Linked DNA regions of Callithrix jacchus: region 2 is linked to region 1. The links are chromatin contacts, called in public Hi-C maps. All regions are on one chromosome and are shown on one strand. The core of a region is the stretch at or near the end of the contact, and the rest is flanking DNA. Distances in the headings are between cores, read along the strand shown. Region 1 overlaps ADK (adenosine kinase). Region 2 holds the start of AP3M1 (adaptor related protein complex 3 subunit mu 1).

Region 1 (4,622 bases), core at 258-2,757:
TCACATATTAAGTGACTGGTCCTGAGTTGCTCTGGGGCTTCCTCAAAAAAAAACCTAAATTATGGATCCTAAATGAACATAGACTACTTTCCTTCATTTTGCCCAGATATATGATGCTGTTCTTTGGGTTCTTTGATGTTCAAACATAACTTTGAATGTTGAAGGAAATGGCACTACTCAGGATACCTAAACATGGATTCTTTTTAAACAGTTCATTTCACAGCTCAACACGTACTTTTTGAAGCACATGCTTTATGGTTACTGGGAATACAATGTCAAATAACTGTTTTGCCTTTAAGCAGCTTGTAGTCAACTCCTGAGTCACACTTCTTACTGCACTAAGTATAAGTTTCAACATGAATTTTGGAGAGGATACCTTCATTCAAACCACAGCAATACACTACTTACCTACACTGGGTGCAGTGGCTCATGCCTGTAATCCCAGCACTTTGGGAGGCCAAGGTGGGCAGATCACCAGGGGTCAGAAGATCAAGACCAATCTGGTCTAATACAAAAATTGGCCAGGTATGGTGGCACATGCTTGTAATCCCAGTTACTCGGGAGGCTGAAGCATGAGGATCACTTGAACCTGGGAGGTGGAGGTTGCAGTGAGCTGAGATTGCACTGCTGTACTCCAGCCTGGGTGACAGAGCAAGACTCCATCTCAGAAATAATATATATATAAACTTGTCTAAATACTTATCTAATGGTGGCCCAAAATGTAAGCTAAACATAATCTGTTTATATCATAAAGAACAGTTTTAAATATATTTAGAAGAAATGGTCAGAGATAACAATAGAGAAGACTCTATCTTTTATTGTTAGAGTCCAAAGACTTGTTTTTCATTTTCAGGTACTTATTTGAAAATCAAGATTAAAGACTAAAACCTTCCAAATATAAAATAAAACTTCAGCTAGCCACATAAGATCAGCTGCTAGTAAAACATTTAAAACAAAGAGGTTACTCAAGCTCTCAGTAGTGTCACTGGTGGCAGCAGTGAGCTGTCTAGAGCAGCTGCTGCAAAGACACTGGCTGCAATAGGGGAAGTGCAGCCAGGGCTGCATGCTCCACATAGTCCATGGGAGCTGGGAACAGGTGGGAGCCACACCTACTTCCAAGTTGGCAGAGCCAGAGCCCCACCCTCCTGGGTACAGCTGCAGCCACCCAGCCATGGCTATGGACCCAGGTATCCCTGTGCTTTCTGGGGCCCAGGGAGTCCCCCTTGCCCCTGCAGGCTCAGAAGTGCCTGCTCCCATTGCCTGGCCTCTCCTTGATCCCAGCACCAGCTCTGGGGTGAAGCAAAGGTGTGGCCAAGTCCAGGCACTGTCACGATCCAGTAGGTGTGCATGTGTATGTGCACGTGCTCGGGGCAGCACTGACATACCAGTCCCCTGCCACCTCAGCCCCTTCTGGGCTTTAGGTGCTAAGAAGCATGGAAGAGAAGCTAAGGTGAGGGCAGCTCACCAGGACCAGCAGGTACCCCTCAGCACCAACAGCCTGCACACCATGGACAGCATGCTTGATTGTGGCAGGAGGCAGACAGGCTCCTGGGAAAAAAGGGGAGGGTTCAGATGAAGCCCTACCTTCAAGCCAGGGACAGCCTGAAGCATGGGGTCCAGTGAAGGGAGTGAGAACTCACATTGCTTTTTCCAGACCTACCCACAGCCACCCATGGACCAATCAGTACACACTTCTCCCTTGTGAAACCCATAAAAACCCTGGACTCAGTCAGACTCATAGAGACTCAGGACTACCAACTGCAGAAAGGAGTGAGTTGGACACTTGTCAGGATAACCTGCCTGGGGAAAGAAGCTGCCCACTTGGGGTCTCCTGAGAGCTGTTCTGTTACTCAATGAAGCTCCTCTCCACCTTGCTCACTCTCCAGTTGTCTCCATACCTCACTGTTCCTAGATGTAGATAAGAAGTTAAGACCCACCAAGTGGCAAGACTAAAACAGCTGTAACACAAATAGGGCTAAAATATGCTTCACCCTACTCAGCACCTTGCAGGCAACAAGGAAAGAAGAGCTGAAGACCTTCTGGGAGCCCAGACCTAGGGGGTCCCCACGCCAGGTCTGTGACACTCTCTTTGGGGCTCTGTGGTTTCTGCCATCTCCAAGCTTCCAGGCACCATTGTATTCCCCTCGTCCAGATGCAGGTTCCCACAGTGGAAGCCACTTAAGATGCATCGGATCCAGCCACAGGCTTACATGAAGCAAGCATGTGTGCCAGCACCTGGAGATGCCCAACCCACTGCAGCAGCCAGAATGCCTGGCTGTAGACAGTAGCTGGACCTCATGCTCATTTGCTCACACACCCTTTGCCACTCTGTGCCTGGCTCGCCCTTGACAGGTATGGAATCCAAGCACAAGCCAAACACAGCCTGCCAGGCCAAGTGGGCAGAACAAGCCCAGCAGGCACAAGCAAACCTCAGGCAAAGGCTTCACCAACCACAGAGGCTTCCGGCTGGAAAAGTGACACCCTAAGGATCCTGTAACATCATCACACAGCTGCTGGGTCATAATCACTGATCACATTTGCCTGAGATTTTAACAACAGTGATCCAAAACATAATGTTGAGTGAAAAACAGCAAACTACCAAAGACTACACATAGTATTAGCCCATAAACATTTATCTTCAGGTTATGTATACCTAACAGACATCCGGAGCCACGTTCACCAAAGTAACAACACTGGTCATACATGTGTCCAGCGTGATCATACAAATTGGGTCATTCTTGTCATACCTGAATAAAACAGGTGACACTCTGGAGGAAAGAGCACTCAGCACACATGACACTGCTCCAAGAAGGTAATTCTCTGCAAGCCTGGCTGCTGAAACTGCCTGTTGTAATCTAAAAACAGTTTTATCCAGACTCTAAGACTAGTTTTACTTACTGTAGTCACTCACCAATCAAAGCTTGCCACCTCCCCAAAACTAGTGCCAATGAGCTTTCTTTTAAAATGATACAAAACATTTCTCCTTTTTACAGAACTTCCAATCTTATCTTTCTTTTTCAGACCTAGCAAAGATCACCTGGTCTGTATATATATCCCAAATTGCAATTCTTGCTTCCCATATAAAATGTTCTAAATTGATGGGTCTGTCTCTATTTTATTTGACTTTTGACATATATAATAAAATTTCAAATTTTTAAGTTGATCTTTACTTTTTTTTATCTTTACTTTTATACATCATGTGGTTTTTTTTAATGGTGACCTTGAATTAGTTGACTTCCTGGACAAAATATTTCACACTACACAAAGGAGATCTAATTTTAAATCCGTGAATTCATGTCCAACTGATTTTCTTTTTATTACAGCCTCTGATGTATAACTGAGACACAATAAACTGTAGACATTTAAAGTTTACAATTTGATAAATTATATACCCAGAAAAGCATCACACTTCCAGTTTTTCCCTAACATAACCTTTATAGGGTTAAGAAAGTTATCTACATGGTTACCCAGGTTGCTTTATTTTTATTTTTTTTTTGTAATCAGGGATACTAGATTTTGTCAAAAGGTTTTTCTGTGTCTATTGAGATAATTGTATTGAGTTTTCTTAGATTATTAGTTTGTTACTATAGTAAATTACTCTAATTACATTTCTTTCTTTTTTCTTTTTCTTTTTTTTTTGAGACAAATTCTCAATCTGTCATCCAGGCTTGAGTGCAGTGGCACAATCTCAGCTCACTGCAACGTTTGCCTCCCAGGTTCACTTGATTCTCCTGCCTCAGCCTCCCGAGTATCTGGGATTATAGGCATGCACCACCACACCCAGTTAATAGTAGAGACAAGGTTTCGCCATATTGGCCAGGCTGGTCTCAAGCTCCTGACCTCAAGTGATCCACCACCTCAGCCTCCCAAAGTGCTGGGATTACAGATGTGAGCCGCCACACCCAGCTTTCTAATTACACTTCAAATGTTAACCTGCTCTACACTCCTGGTGCACTACTACTTAATTCTGCAATAAATGATACAGGAAGTAATAATATTAATGTGGGTAAGTCATTTTCAACTTTCACTATCAATTTGTATTCAAAGTAGAGAAAACAATTATAGATGGATAACAGAATGAAAACATCAACCTTAATACAAAAATTGTAAAACACAGTTAATAGAAGTAAGGAGGTAGAAAGATGGAAGATGTTGCAGAGGGAAGAATAGGGGCACCAATAATCTCATTCTCCATAATCAGAAGTCAAGGGATTCCACTGAAATTTGGGTTTTTTGTTTTGTTTTGGTTTATTATTTTGAGACAGTCTCACTCTATCACCCAGGAGTGCAATGACTCAATCTCAGCTCACTGCAACCTCTGCCTCCCGGGTTCAAGCAATTCTCCTGCCTCAGCCACCCAAGTAGCTAAGGCTACAGGTGCGTGCCATCACGCCTGGCTAATTTTTTGTATTTTTAGTAGACACTGGGTTTTGCCATGTTGGCAGGGCTGGTCTTGAACTCCTGACCTCAAGTGATCTGCCTGCCTCGGCCCTCCAAAGTGCTGGAATTATAGGCATGAGCCACAGTGCCCAGCCTGAAATTCGACAGAACAGGAAATTTAAATATAGTGTATTATTTAAAAGTACAAGGTAACCAAAATAACTAAATTCATTAATGTAACT
Region 2 (4,640 bases), core at 920-3,419, 56 kb after region 1:
GCTCACTGCAACCTCCGCCTTCCAGGTTCAAGAGACTCTCCCGCCTCAGCCTCCCGAGTAGCTAGAACTACAGGCATGTGCCACCACGGCCAGCTAACTTTTTTTATTTTTAGTAGAGACAGAATTTCACTGTATTAGCCAGGATGGTCTCAATGTCCTGACCACGTGATCCACCTTCCTCAGCCTCCCAAAGTTCTGGGAATACAGGCATGAGCCACCACGCCCGGCCAGCTTTTTTTGTTTTTTGTTTTTGAGGTAGGGTCACAGCAGCCTTGATCCTCCTGACTCAGCTTCCTGAGTAGGAGCTTCCTGATTGCAAGTGTACCACTACACCCCAGTTAACTTTTTGTTTTATAGACAGGGGTCTAGCTATGTTGTACAGGCTGGTATCAAACTCCTGGCCTCAAGTGATTCTCCCACCCCAGCCTCACAAAGCGCCAGGACTGCAGGTATAAGAAAGCATGCTCAGCTAGCTCTTATTTCTGTTCCTTTACTAATTGTTTCATTTGGGCTTCAGTATCTTCAATTGTAAAAGAGGCGTAATGCTTGCAGTCCTTTGATCACAGAACTGTCCAACAAGATAATAAATAGGTAAACACAGTGAAAATGAATGAGCATTATATGTAATTATTTTTATGAAGGAAAAATCTAAGGAAATCTAAGTGTTATATGTTTAGTAGGATGGTAGGGAAAAGTTGCATCTGTCTTCCAGTTTTATGAAGGAAGTGCCTTGTAAGGAAATACTCTAGGGCAGAATAGGGAAAGGACATGCTTTGAACTCAGTAGGTCTGATTCAAAAGCCCTTGCTCTTCATTCTGCATATAGTTTGAATATTAAAAAAAAAATAGAATATCCTGAGGGTTTTTACTTTAAAGTTTATGTTCTTGGTATAAGGCAGGCACAACAACCCTTTGAGGGTAGTAGGAATACATTAAAGGCACTGGCAGGGATTTGTTCACCCTCCATTCAAAGGAGCATGAACACACACACCACCAGGCCCCTAAGTGTCCTTTTCAATTGTGAATGATTCATTCTTTCAGAGGTGAAGAAGAGTGATACTGGAAGAAATGGGGTATGTCTTGTATAATCAGGAGTGTCCCAATAGTTTTAAATCAGTTTGATACGTCTATTTCAAGATGGAAAAAAATCGTTGCCTTTCAACAAACATTTCCAAATCATCAAAGACTGCCTGCTTCACTTTATACTTATTAGGAAGGGATATTTTAACAAATGAGTCTTTAAAAGGTGCAACATCAATCACATGTGAGGCAGGTGTCAGGGGCAGCACTGTCTCTGCTGCTGCCAAAAAGTGCAAATAAAAAAGAAAAATCAACCTTTCCTATCCATTCATCCAAATGCTGCCCCTGCAAAGCCTCAGAGGGGTCTGGATCCCTGGTAGAGGGTCCTCAAACGTGCGGGATTTCTGAATAGTGTACGAAAAGGAAGGTCACCGTGCCCTTCCGCAACACTTTCTGAAAAAAATTCTGTCTTTGCCCCAGAGTAGAGCAGTTGCCGGGCCTCCTCCTCGTCAACCCCCAGGGAAGAGAAGGTAGTCGTGTACAGACGCTGCTCCGGTCCGAACCTCCAGCGTCGCAACAGCCTAACCGGCGCTAGCTCGCAAGTGGCGCGGGGAGCCGGCTCGGCCCCCCTGCCTACCACTAGTGGCCAAGGACTACGGGAGCCGGAGCTGCACCAGACAGGCGACGACACGGCCAAACTGAGAGAACGTCAGGCAAGGGGTGGTGGCCATGCGGGCAGCTCCCCGAGCGGCAGGTCCTGCGTGCTGGCCCCAAGCTGGCAGCGAGACACCACCCAGCGCCGGGGCGCGCAACCCCACGTGGGCCCTGGCTTGCTTGCTGCAGGCGCCGTCACCCTCCTCCCCAAGTCGGGCAGCGCTCACCTCAGCGCTTGCGGCGCCTCTACCTTCAGCTTTTTGGGCTTCGGCTCCCCTTCAGCAGCTGCCATCTTCGCACTCCCACCTTAGTTTTGCTGTACCGCCCACCTCCGCAATCCACCCTTCGACCCGCCCCCTCTTCGCCTCACCACCTTCTCTTCTCCAAATCCCGCCCCTCCAGGATCCGCCCATTCTGTGCGACTTTCATCCACAACCATTGGCTCTATTTCTCGGCCCCGACAGCGAATGCCCCGCCCACTCCTGACCCCGCCTCCGCCACCGTAGGGGACCCCAGACTGAGTTAGGCCGCAGAAGAGCGCCTGAATCTAGATGGTGAGAAACCTGCTATTTTTCTAGACCCTGGATGATGTAGAAGATTTAGATGCTAAGCCTCAAGAGGCGTCTTTCCTCTCAGTTAAGGTCTTCCTGCATATTTAATCTTTCTAATATGGTAGACAGACTCGGTGTCTTTGAAGCTGTGAATCAGGCGATCACCTGGCCACTACAGCTGCGGGTCCTCGCGGCCTTCTCTGCTTCCTCAGCTTGGGTCTGTAGAGGACCCGGCGCCGAATCACTGACTGGCACTGGTGTCGGGGTGAGTGTGAGGGGCGGGAAATCCGTGGACTGGGGGTAGCTCTAAAACCCGGGAGTAGATTGAGTAGCTGGGGCCACCGAATCCGGTCTGCGCTCTAGGAGCGTCCCTGCTGGTGTGGGCCAGGGCCTCGTTTCCCCTCGACTCCCGGCCTTCCGGACTTTCTTGCCAGCAAGGCCGGAAGGGAGCGGTGCACCTGCAGCCCAGTGTTCTCAGGCCCCCAAGCCTCAGAGGTCAAGCTTACTGGGGCTGGAGTACAAACAGCAGGAATCTCAGTCCCAAGTTTCTGCTTTGGAGAACAAAACCCCAAACGGACCTGAGCAGACAGACGTCCTGTTGGCGGGCGGTGCCTGGAAGAGCCTGGGGTGAGGAATGCAGTGAAAAGGGTGTTGCAGTTCTTCAGGAGAGAGATAACGGGGTTCTAAGCTGAGCAGGTGGCAGTGAGTATGGAAAAGTGAGGGGCGATGTGGCTGTTTGAATTTGGTAGATTTGTTTGAACCTGAAGCTTACAGCCTTATGTGATTAAGAAGGTGTGGTGCCACTGACACGAGAAGGAATTTTATGGAGTTTGGGTTTTATCGAATTTGAAACAGTGATTAACATGGAGATTGTAGGAAGACTTTCTTTAAAAATTTTAAGCGTCAGAATTAAGCCCGAAAAGCTTTCAAGGTGAAAACCAAAACAAATGAAGTTTCATATAAAAGGGTAAGAAGTTCTTTGGTTTAAGAGAAAGCTATCAATGACATAAAATGCTGAAATGGTCAAAGGAGGAAGCTGAAATCAGAATCGTCGTTGGATTTTATTATTAGAAAGTCATTGAGCCATTTGAGAGAGATGCTTTAATAGTAACTGAGGAAAGATTGCAAGTATAGACTAATCCTTCATCATTTGGGGCATGAAGCAAGATTATTGAGAGTGGCAAGGGACGGGAAAGTTTGGGGTTTGTTTTAAAGAATACAAGATATATATTTGGGGGCAGGAAGCAAGCAACTATTTAAAGATTCAAGAAAAAGTCTCCTCTCCCAGAAGAGAAGGGAAGGAGTGGGATCAAGTTACAAGTGAAAGGATTAATTTGGGAAAGAAAGAGGTGCACTTTCAATTGACACTATAGGAAAAGTGGAGTGAATTATGTTAAAAAAGAGTTATCTAAAGAAATATCTTAAACTTAAGTATCTTGGCCAGGCACAGTGGCTCATGCCTGTAATCCCAGCACTTGGGAAAGCCAAGGCGAGCAAATCACAGGTCAGGAGTTTGAGACCAGCCTGGCCAACATAGTGAAACCCAGTCTCTACTAAAAATACAAAAATTAGTCGGGTGTGGTAGCATGCCCCTGTAGTCCCAGCTACTTGGGAGGCTGAGGCAGGAGAATCACTTGAACCCAGGAGGTGGAAGTTCCAGTGAGCTGAGACTGCACCTTTGCACTCTAGCCTGGGTAACAGAGCAAGACTCTGTCTCCAAAAAAAAAAAACAAAAATCTTACGTATCTTTAGGAAAGCTCTCTTTGCAATAAGGTTAGCTTTGCTTTGCTTTGCTTTTTTTTTTTTTTTTTGAGACAGAGTTTTGTTCTTGTTGCCCAGGCTGGAGTGCAATGATGCAATCTCAGCTCAGCACAACCTCCACCTCCTGCGTTCAAGCGATTCTCCTGCCTCAGCCTCCCTAGTAGCTGGGATTACAGGCATGCGCCACCATGTCTGGCTAATTTTTGTATGTTTAATAGAAACGGGGTTTCTCCATGTTGGTCAGACTGGTCTTGAACTCCTGACCTCAGGTGACCCGCCTGCCTCGGCCTTCCAAAGTGCTGGGATTACAGGCACGAGCCACCGCGCCCGGCCTAAGGTTAGATTTTTCTTAATCAATCTTATGATTTTTATTTCTTACCATTTAACATAATATACTATTGGCAGGCAGAGTGTGGAGGCTCATTTCCTGTAATCCTAGCACTTTGGGTAGCTGAGGCAAGAGAATCACTTGAGGCCAGGAGTTGGAGATCAGCCTGGGCAACATAGTGAGACTCCATCTCTACAAAAAATTTAAACAGTAGCCAGGCTTGGTGGTGCGTGCTTTTAGTCCTAGCTGCTCAGGAGGCAAAGGCAGAATGAGGCAGAAGGATCACTTGAGTCCAGGAGTTCAAGTTATAGTGAGCTATGATTGGTC

What was found. Hi-C and Micro-C count contacts between places; a contact is called where the count stands out from the background.
Region 2: a contact with region 1 is called in a Hi-C map of skeletal muscle, with 2.3 times the contacts expected there. The contact joins the promoter of AP3M1 here to the enhancer-like site in region 1. A contact is called at or near these places in 2 of 3 Hi-C or Micro-C datasets (induced pluripotent stem cells and skeletal muscle).

The regions. Positions count from the first base shown.
Region 1 is chr12:56,002,579-56,007,200 of calJac240_pri, forward strand. The region is part of intron 2 of ADK (adenosine kinase); the gene reads right to left. Among named protein-coding and RNA genes, the nearest start is that of ADK, 55 kb to the right of the region's middle. Within about 2 kb of position 1,508, at least 1 of the 16 cell types and tissues checked has an H3K27ac peak or open chromatin away from gene starts, as enhancers often do. A contact at or near this core is called in skeletal muscle, where this site is marked.
Region 2 is chr12:56,057,506-56,062,145 of calJac240_pri, forward strand. It overlaps AP3M1 (adaptor related protein complex 3 subunit mu 1), which reads left to right and starts at 2,170. Exons shown (of 9, transcript XR_013524891.1): 1 at 2,170-2,227. ADK (adenosine kinase) reads right to left here and starts at 2,020. Exons shown (of 10, transcript XM_009009683.4): 1 at 1,901-2,020. The coding sequence starts at 1,965.